2 separate regions of the Rattus norvegicus genome follow, and region 1 is linked to region 2. The links are chromatin contacts, called in public Hi-C maps. All regions are on one chromosome and are shown on one strand. Each heading gives the region's core, a stretch centred on a gene start, on an enhancer-like site or on the middle of the called end of the contact. The rest is flanking DNA. Distances are from core to core; before and after follow the strand shown. Region 1 holds the start of Leprot (leptin receptor overlapping transcript). Region 2 overlaps LOC120102934 (a long non-coding RNA gene).

The links. A called contact is a pair of places that touch in the nucleus more often than the background predicts.
Region 1: a Hi-C map of the A7r5 cell line shows a contact between it and region 2, with 4 times the contacts expected there. The contact joins the promoter of Leprot here to the enhancer-like site in region 2. A contact is called at or near these places in 3 of 12 Hi-C or Micro-C datasets (the A7r5 cell line, Schwann cells and frontal cortex).

What each region holds. Positions count from the first base shown.
Region 1 is chr5:121,402,057-121,406,753 of GRCr8, forward strand. Leprot (leptin receptor overlapping transcript) reads left to right here and starts at 3,114. Exons shown (of 4, transcript NM_020099.2): 1 at 3,114-3,148. The coding sequence starts at 3,133.
Region 2 is chr5:121,087,411-121,092,444 of GRCr8, forward strand. LOC120102934 (a long non-coding RNA gene) reads right to left here. Exons shown (of 2, transcript XR_005504912.2): 1 at 4,496-5,034. Among named protein-coding and RNA genes, the nearest start is that of Mir101a, 8.2 kb to the left of the region's middle. Within about 2 kb of position 2,696, at least 42 of the 93 cell types and tissues checked have an H3K27ac peak or open chromatin away from gene starts, as enhancers often do. A contact at or near this core is called in the A7r5 cell line, where this site is marked.

The DNA.
Region 1 (4,697 bases), core at 1,864-4,363, 320 kb after region 2:
TACATGCTGACCTCCAAGTTGAACCAGCACCATTTGTTGAAAATGCTGCCTTTTTTCCACTGGATGGTTTTAGTTCCTTTGTCGAAGATCAAGTGACCATAGGTGTGTGGGTTCATTTCTGGGTCTTCAATTCTATTCCATTGATCTATCTGCCTGTCTCTGTACCAATACCATGGAGTTTTTAATCACCATTGCCCTGTAATACAGCTTGAGGTCAGGGATGGTGATTCCCCCAGAAGTTCTTTTATTGTTGAGGATAGTTTTTGATATCTTGTTTTTTTTTTTGTTATTCTAAATGAATTTGCAAATTGCTCTTTCTAACTCTATGAAGAATTGAATTGGAACTTTGATGGGGATTGCATTGAATCTGTCGATTGCTTTTGGCTAAATGCCCATTTTTACTATATTAATCCTGCCAATCCATGAGCATGGTAGTTCTTTCCATCTTCTGAGATCTTCTTCAATTTCTTTCTTCAGAGACTTGAAATTCTTGTCATACAGATCTTTCACTTGCTTGGTTAGAGTCACACCGAGGCATTTTATATTATCTGGGACTATTGTGAAGGATGTCAATGCCCTAATTTCATTTTCAGCCTGTTTAGAAGACTACTGATTTGTTTTGAGTTAATTTAATATCCAGCCTCGTTGCTGAAGTTGTTTATCAGACTTAGTAGTTCTCTGGTGGCACTTTTGGGATTACTTAATTATACTATCATTTAATCTACAAATAGTGATATTTAGACCTTTTCCTTTCCTATTTGTATCCCTTTGACCTCCTTTTGTTGTTTGATTGCTCTGGCTTGGACTTGAAGTATTATATTAAACAGATAGAAAGAGAGAGGGCAGCCTTGTCTGGTTCCTGACTTTAGAGGGATTGCTTCAAGTTTCTCTCCATTTAGTTTGATATTGGCTACTGGTTTGTTGTATATTGCTTTTGCTATGGTTAGGAATGGGCCTTCAATTCCTGATCTTTCCAAAACTTTTTAACAAGTAGGGTGTTGAATTTTTGTCAAATGCTTTCTCAGCATGTAATAAGATGATCATGTGTTGTTTTTTCCTTTGAGTTTGTTCATACAGTGGGTTCTGTTGATGGATTTCAGTGAACTGAAAGGACAGTTGTTGTTGCAGAAAGCAGTTGGAGAGAAACACTGTCCATGGATCCTTATTCCAAACATTACCTTGGGGGCCCACATCAATCTTTCTCTTTCTCCTCTTTTTTTCCCCTTTCTTACCATTTTTCAGTATTTTCTTGACAAGCCTTTGGCATTCACAGGACCCTTTGCCTCTGATATCACTTTCTCTTAAATCATGGGATTAGTCTCAGGCTGACTCAGAAAGCTTTGGCAAGCCCCTCTACAAGGCCTAGCAGGGACAAAAGGGGTGGTTGAGGATGAAAGATTATATCATGTAATCTAACCATTTAAGGTGGGGAAACCTACCTCCTCCTAACTCCTCAGTGGTTATAAAGGAGTTAAAACCACAGGTTTAGCAAAGCAATTTTCTGAATGCTGTTATAGGTACCGTAACCCCTCCTTTTCACCTAGTACTTTGTTCATGATGCTGGCACATGCCTGACACTGCAGACCCTGTGTACTCTGCTCATTTTGTATACACTTACAAGGGGTACAATGGCTTAAGTTGTAATGGTTACAATGGGATTAACAGTTTAAAGTAGGACAACAGTTGTATTGTAGGTTATGCAAATGTGTTTCTCAGAATCACTGATTGTATACTAGGTCTTAGCAGTCTGAGCATTTTTCCCCTTTATTTTTTTTTTAACTTGAGTATTTCTTATTTACATTTCGAGTGTTATTTCCCCTTTACTTTTAAGTTTTGAAATTGTTGGGTTTTGTCTTTTTAACCTTGTCTAAAGAGCTGTTTGGCACAGTTCCTATCCTTTCTGTAGAGGTCTTGGATTACTAGATAGTTTCTAAGATGAAGGAAGATTCCACTGAAGAAGGCCTGTGTTGCAAAAAAAAAAAAAAAAAAGCTGGAGAACTTCAGATCCAAAGGGTTTGTAATGAATGAAGGAGACAGACTGATATGGTAGTTTGCACAAAATGTTAATGTAGCTACAAAGCAAGCAAATCTATACAAAAGTCAAAGATTTTAGGAAGGGATGCCTCTAAGCCTGTTTTCTGGTGCCCAATCTTTACTATCCCAGCCATACAATCTCAGAAAAACAAAACAACAAACAAACAAACAAACAAACAAACAAACAAAAAAACCACACACACACGCACACAGAAAGAGTTGTCCTGCAAAGTGAGGTCTAACTAAGCCCACACTGAAGGTCACTTCTCCCCATTCTTATCCAGCGCCCCACTTTTTCCACCTGTCCTCTCAGGCAAGTTTCCTAGCAGCCAGCCAGTGAGAAAGGGCTGGACCCCAGATTGAGAATCAGGGTTGGATGGCTCAGAATCCAGGATCCCTGAAGAGTTAAAATGAAGGAGCTCTTCTGAGGTAGTGAAAGTAGGAGAGGGCTGAGACTAGAAGTGGAGATCCCGGATCGCGCGGGGTTGCTGAGTAAATTCGGAGACTACCGGAATGAAGTTCTAAGTGGCAGGAATTATAACTAGTAGAATACGAGCTGAGTGGTGGAGGCGGGATCAGTCCAAGGGGGCGGAGTTCTGCACACCCGAGTGGGATTGGTGCGGCCAAGACCAGAGTTCTGCGAGCCGGGGGCGGAGTCCCGAAGTGGAGGAGGGCGTCGGGGGAGGGTCTCCATGGGCTGGAGGCAGGATTGTGTGCCAGAGTGGGGCGGAACTGTGGGCGGAGCGGAACTGGGCCCCGCAGAGGAGGAGCTCAGAGTGTCAGGTATCGGAACTCGTACAGGAAATGCTGAGTGCCTGTAGGGCAAAATCTGGCATAATTGGGTAAACGTCATGATTGGCAGAATTCTAAACCAGTAGGAATCAGGTTCTGCATGGAGAGCGGAGTTGGGCCTCTGGGGGCGGGGTTAAGATCAGAGGCGGGGCTTAGCTGAAGAGGCGGGGCTCCGTTGGCTGAGTATGGAGTTAATGCCGTCAGGGGGCGGACCGAGCTTTGGATTCGCGCGCCGGCTCTGGCTAGTCTGGGTGTGGGCGGCTTTTGGAGAAAGCCGGAAGCAGCGACAGCCCCAGCTCCAGAGACATGGCGGGCGTTAAAGGTACACTGCGACCCTCGCCCGCGGCTAATGGGTGGGGGTCGCTCCCGGCTGCAGGCTGAGTAGCGTGCAGCCTGTGTGCGGGTGTGCGAGCTCGTGCAGACCGCGGCCTCCCGGATGCGCGGCAGAGGTGTTTCGCCGAGCCTATAAATGCTCGCGCCCACGCCCACGCCCTCCCGTTCCCAGGCGGGGGCTTCCCCCGTGGGCTGTACGTTCCACAGTGGTCCCCTGGGCTTCTCAGTTCCCCGTAGGTCACATCAGGGTCCCACATCCTCACCTTCCTGCCCCGCCGCAGTTTCCTGTGGCTTACAGAGGAGCCTTTGTGTCCAGGATGTGTGTTGGAAACTTGGTCCTGTTGTTCCTTTACGATTTTCTCGCTGGGCAGAATTAATTTCGGGCGTGTGGCAGTGGAAAGTAACCAGAAATATTCTATTTGACACAACCTTGGGGCTGCAATTAGGTGGGATTTTAACAAGACTTTCTTGAGTGTTTTCTTTACTGGTCTGCGAACAAAGCAGTGGGTGTGCTATTTGTGTTCTTGAATAGTGTTAACAGGGGGGTACCGAGATTATCACCCTGATCCGTATGAATGCAGAGCAATGGGGGTTGAGTGGAGATGAAGTTATTGGGAGGCTTCCTGGTATTCGGATTTCTGGTCATCCGCACAGAGTAGACTTAACTTGTCTCTGTGTTTGACTTCCTTTCCTTGAAAACTATCCACAAAGACCTTCCCATTTACCCGATATCTGCAAGATGGACACAGTGTATGCTCCTGTGGGTGCATTATACATTTATCTGACCAGTTTTGGAGGACAATATCAGCCATGTAATCATGGTTTACTTGGGCAGTGTTCACTGTATGATATATCCGTTTGAAGGCAGTGTAGAAGGCATGAAAAATTGTGTCTCACTGCTTCAGAGTGTTTTAGTCATGGGCAGAAAGTACAAAATAGCAACAGTCGTTGATGTACTAATGTAGTGAAAAGGAACACAGGCTATGAAGTAGACAAGAGCACTGAAGTAAAACAGATAATTCAACTGCTATTGAGAGACTGGCTATGCTGGAGACTTAAGGTAAAAGATAAGTGAGGAGTTTGGACTGAGTTGATAGCCACAAATTATTATATTGCTGTGATGTGTGCTGTGAGACAGTTGGGAAAATAGAGATAATATAGTAGAGTGAATCATGCTCCTCCAAAAGATAGGTTTAAAGTAGTAACTCCCTGATGCCAAGTAAGGGTGTGGCCTTATTTGCAAATAGCAGATGTCATCAACCCAAGGTAGTATTGCCTTGAATGATGTCCTTCAGATAAGAAGGGAAAAAGCACCCTGGAAAGACAGAAGCAGAGGACCCCAAGATGGCTTAGTAGGAAAGGCACTCGCTGCCGAGCCTTAAGACCTGAGTTTGGTCCCTGGGACCTACAGGGTAAAAGGAGAGAACCAACTCTGACCTCCCCATTTGCACATGCAGTATGGTGCTTGGCTCTAAGTAGTAAACCTAAATAAGTAATTAAAAGAAAAAACAGTAACAGAAATTGAAGTGGTGTAGCTA
Region 2 (5,034 bases), core at 1,446-3,945:
AAAATGTTAGGAGGCTGGAAAGATGGCTAAGTAGTTCAGAGCACTGGTTGCTCTTCCAGAGGACCTGGGTTCAATGCCCAGCACCCACTAGGCAGCTCACAATGGTCTGTAATTCCAGGGGATCTGATGCCCTTATCCAGCATGGTGCAGAAATGCATGCAAGCAAAATACCCAATTCACATAAAATGAAAATAAAGGTTAAAGAGAATTTTTAGAAGTCTTACGAAAAATAACAATAAGAACAACCAGTCAACCAAATAGCTTCTTACAAAGTTACTCGTTACAAATAGACAAAAAGATTAATGGTAGCTGGCCATAATCCCAGCATTAGGAGGTTACAACAGAAAGATCTGGAGTTTAACGGTAGCCTGGCCTACATAACAAATCCACTCCTAGCAAAATGTTAACTTCGGATTGATCACCCACCACTAGCCATCTCTAAAAACTTCTGATGGTTTTCTGTTAGCCTACAGTATCCTACTGACTGCAGCCCTGCCATTTAAATGTTGAGTCTTAGGTTTTGAAACCCCTGTAATGCACAGGTAAAGGAGATAATACCAACGATTTAATGCTGATCTCCAATTTACATCCTTTGGTTAGACCATAAATATAGTCACACACCACTTCTCTGCACTTCTCATTTCTACCCTTATCCCTGAGAAACAAACACATTTCTACTGGCAAGGCACGCTACAGTGACATGTCACTCATTAAGTGGGAACAACTGCACAGCCTGGCACTGTGTGTAGGTAATAATCAGTCAACTCTTTCTAAAGTCACACAATGTTCTTCTCATGTCCCTTCACAGCACTTCTCAGTCGTGCCCTCAAGTTCATCCAATACTGGCTCTTCATGCCTTTGGTTATCAATAAAACTATTTGATTCCTTTCTTTGCATCATATTGGACAGTTTGTCATTTATAAAATGATATTACAGCTAGGAGGCAGAGGCAGGTTGATTTCCAAGTTTGATGCCAGTCTGGTTTATGCTGTGAATTCCAGGGTAGCTAGAGTTCATAAAGAGACCCTGTCTCAAGAAATAAACAAATGCCTTCCTAGGCCATTACTAAATTTCTTTAGACAACACACACACACACACACACACACACACACACACACACACACACACACAGAGTATTCCTGCTGTGCTAGAGTTTTGGGAGAGTCAGGAGTAGGCAATCCTGAGCTCTAAAGTAGGGGATGAAAGGAAAGGAAAAGACAAAGTAAATGAAGGTAACAGAAGACTGGCAACATCATTGACATGTGCCACAATTGCTACCCTATCACCTAGTGTCCTCAGATATATTGTTCCTCCTGGGAGACTTAAACAAGCAGCTGCTGGGAGGTACCTTAGTTTTCCCAAATTTCCTACAAGCCACTGCTACCTCCTTTAAAATGTTCCATGTTTTGTTAGTTTGTTTTTAACCTCCTGAAAAACAGACATTAGGAGGGCTGAGACGGAGAAATAGTTTCATGTGCTTGGGTCCCTGAGTTTTCACACGCATTACAGCAGTAGAAAGCAGATAGTTGATGAAGCTCTTTGCAATTAATCCATGGCTATAAAGACAGAATGCGGAGACCAAAGCAGTCCAGCTGCTGCAAGGTGTTAAATAAAGTAAGACTCACAAAAGTTACAAAGTTTCATGTGTGCCTTTAAATACTCTGTGGCCACATTTTTTAAAACTGAAATTAGCTGGACTTAATGGTGTTCACCTTTAGTCTCAGCACTCAGAAGGAAAGGGCAAGAGGATCTACAGGAGTTCGAGGCCAACCTGATCTACAGAGTGAGTTCCAGGACAGCCAGGGCTACACAGAGAACCCGTCTTGAAAATCCAAAAGGAAAACAACAAAAAACAAAAAAATCCCACTGAGCTAAAATTAGTAAGAGACATATTAATAACCTATTTTTCTTAAGTATAAGTATCCACTGTACTTATACTTAAAACATATCTTGGGTCCAGTACTGAATTTTCAAGAGATAGTTAATCTGTATTTAGATCCCAATACACACACACACACACACACATATATACATATATATACATATATATATGTATGTGTGTGTATATATATATGTGTATATATATATATATATGTGTGTGTGTGTGTGTGTGTGTGTGTGTGTGTGTGTGTGTGTGTGTTTTCCAAACAGTTAAGTTTCCAATACCTGAGTCATTTATGGGTTTTAAAATTTAAGTGGGTTTAAAACTTGATCTCATCAGCCTTTCTAGTTTAGATGGCTGGTGCCCAGGGTTGCTAGCAGCTACAGTAGTAGCTGGTACAGACTATTCTGTAAGCCACGTGGATTCTTTTAAACCTGAATCAGAATACAAGCCCTTACCCCACTGAGCAGCAAGTCTTGCTACAGTATACACCAACTGTTTCAGTATTTTCTTTTTCTACAAAAGTATTTTCTAAGCAGCTGTTTCTGGAAAGTGCTCCTTAGGGAGAAAGGTGTTGTCTCAAATCAGGAGCATATAGGAGAAGATTGGAGATACCAGCCAATTGTAGTGGCACACACCTTTTATCCCAGAGACAGGTGGATCTCTGAGTTCCAGGCTAGCCTGGTCTACAAAATGCCACGATAGCCAGAGCCCAACCAGGGTTAATTTCTGAGGAGAGAAAGCTTGACACTGGGCCGTCTTTGTCTAGGACATTAGTCACCCTGTGAAAGTTACAATTACTGTTTACACTAAGCCTCTCAACTTACCGAGAGCAGCTGCTGCATCCTCAGACTCCCTCTTTCTCAAGTACCCCTTCCTAGCTTCTGTCTACCAGGCTGGTCTACCAGGATTGCAGATCACAGTCCATGAGTCCTACTTTACACATATGCTTCCGTGTACATGCCAATACATATGAATAATAAACACCACACCTAATTATCACTCATTAGCCTCAATATACCAGCCAACCTTGAGAAAAGCATTTACTAACACTACCGCTTTCTCTTCCCTTTCACTCCGGGTCAAAGCTCACTTTGTTCCCTCAGCCGCTGATGTAAAAGTTGATCTCGTGAAGGAACTGGATTCCTAAGGTAGTTCTATTTTGAGCCTTCTTCCTGTTCTGAAACTAAAGTTGGAAGGGCTTAGTGGTGATGTCATGGAAGGGAGAAGTGCCTTCTTCAGAAGGGTCTTCTCTGGCAATTCTGAGGACACGTGGTGAATGATTCCCTTCTCAACAGCCCTCACCTCACCTTCCCTCAGGAGTCTCTGTTAGTCACTAGCCAGGAAGAAAATCAACTCTAATAGCAGGCAATCACGCTTGAATATGCAAAACACAATAAATGAAAAGACAGAGGAGAAAAAAAATGCCTAATTCTAGGATAAGGGTGGGGGGAGACTATCTTTCTCCATCCACTCCATCTAAACATCAAGAAGGACAGGAGCAAAAGAGGCTGCAGAAACAGCTGTTAGGAAGAATTTAGGAGGCTCTGGGAGGGGAATGCTACTGGGGGATTCGGACCGGAACTTGAGGATACCGTTCCCCTCACCCCCCAATCCCTTTTCTTTCCCTCCCTCCTGGAAGAGACTTAGGGCTGGGTGTGCCTTCTGCTTTGAGAGGCATTTGGCTCTGAAGAAAGGCAAGGGGCCAGGGTGCGGCCCACAGGGAATAGAAGCTTCGGCCTGGTTTGGGCTAAGTTTAATGGGAGATAGAGGAGACTGGGGAAGTGTAGATCTGAGTAAATTAATTCCACTGTGGAATTAAAAACAAAAACAAAAACAAAACCTCACTAGGGGCAGGGCAGGGGACACCTCTTTCTCAACTTAAACTCAAGAGTTCATTGCCGTTGGGGGAGGGGGGGTGACGGGGGAAGAAGGGTAAGGAAGAGACAAATTCTAATGTAAACTGTGAACTGCAACTTCTGGGGACTAGAGGGCTGACGTACCAACGCTATAAGCAGGTGAAAAGAAACACCTTTTACCAATTCTGGGGTGTCGAGGTCTGGCCAAACTCTGGTGGGCAGGGCACTGCCTGGCTTCTTAGCTCACCTCGCCTCCAAAGCGGGAAGAAGCATAGGTGTGGTCTTTCTCCAAGAAGGTGGCAGCTGGCTTCGCGGAGCCAGGGAAAGGATTCCTCACCGGGAAGGCGGGGAGGCGCCCTGGGGTCAGCTACGGCCAGAAGCCGGGGTCTCCGCCAAGTCCCCTCCCCCTCCTGAAAACCGACCTGGACTAGCATCGATTATAGCAACACGCTCTCGCCTTCCCAATAATCTCGCTAGTAATTATAATAATAATAACCCTAGCCCCTCTGTCCCATATTTGAAACAAACAAACAAAACCCCAAAGCCCTGAGAGGTGGAAATAAACAGGTGAGTCCAGGGAGAAGCGGGAAAGAGTGGGGATAAGGGGTGGGGGGGCGTTCCCGAACGTGAGGGGAAACAGAGGTTCTCTCAACCTCTCTCCATTCTCCCTGCCCATAAGAGTCTGCGTGACAGGGTAGGAACCCCAAAGCCCCCTGTGACAGCCTTCCCGCAGCCCGCGTCCCCGCCTGCCTACCCTAGGCTCCAGTGTCCTGGCTTCGGGGACCGCGCGGCGCTCGCCCTCACCCCGGCCCGCCACCGCTGCCGTGGGGACTCCGCTCTTCCTCTCTCCGCCTCCTCCTCGAAGACTCCTCCTGCCGGATCCGTCATGTAAACAACATCCCGGCTCTATTTCCAGCGGCCGCGGGACGGCGAGGGAACCACGCCAGCGCCCAGCCAACCGGGCGGGGGTGGGGGGAAAAAGCGAGTGCGCCACAGCTCCGGGCCCGGCCCCGCGCTGCCGCCCCGCGCGGTCCGCCGCCTACCGGAGCTGGCGCCGTGCTACCATGGGCGTCCGACTGCAGCCCCCGCCCCCGCCGCCGTCTCCGGGCTCCGGGGCACCGGGCCGGCCCGAGTGCGAGCGCCGTGCGCGCGCCGCAGAGCCGCTCTCCGCGCCCCGCCGGCCGGCCAGGGCGCGCCGCCAGCCCGGGGTCGAGAGCGCAGCACCCGGAGCGCGCACATGGACGCCGCCCCCGCGGCCGCGCGCGCCCCGCACCCACCTGAGCCCTCGGGGGT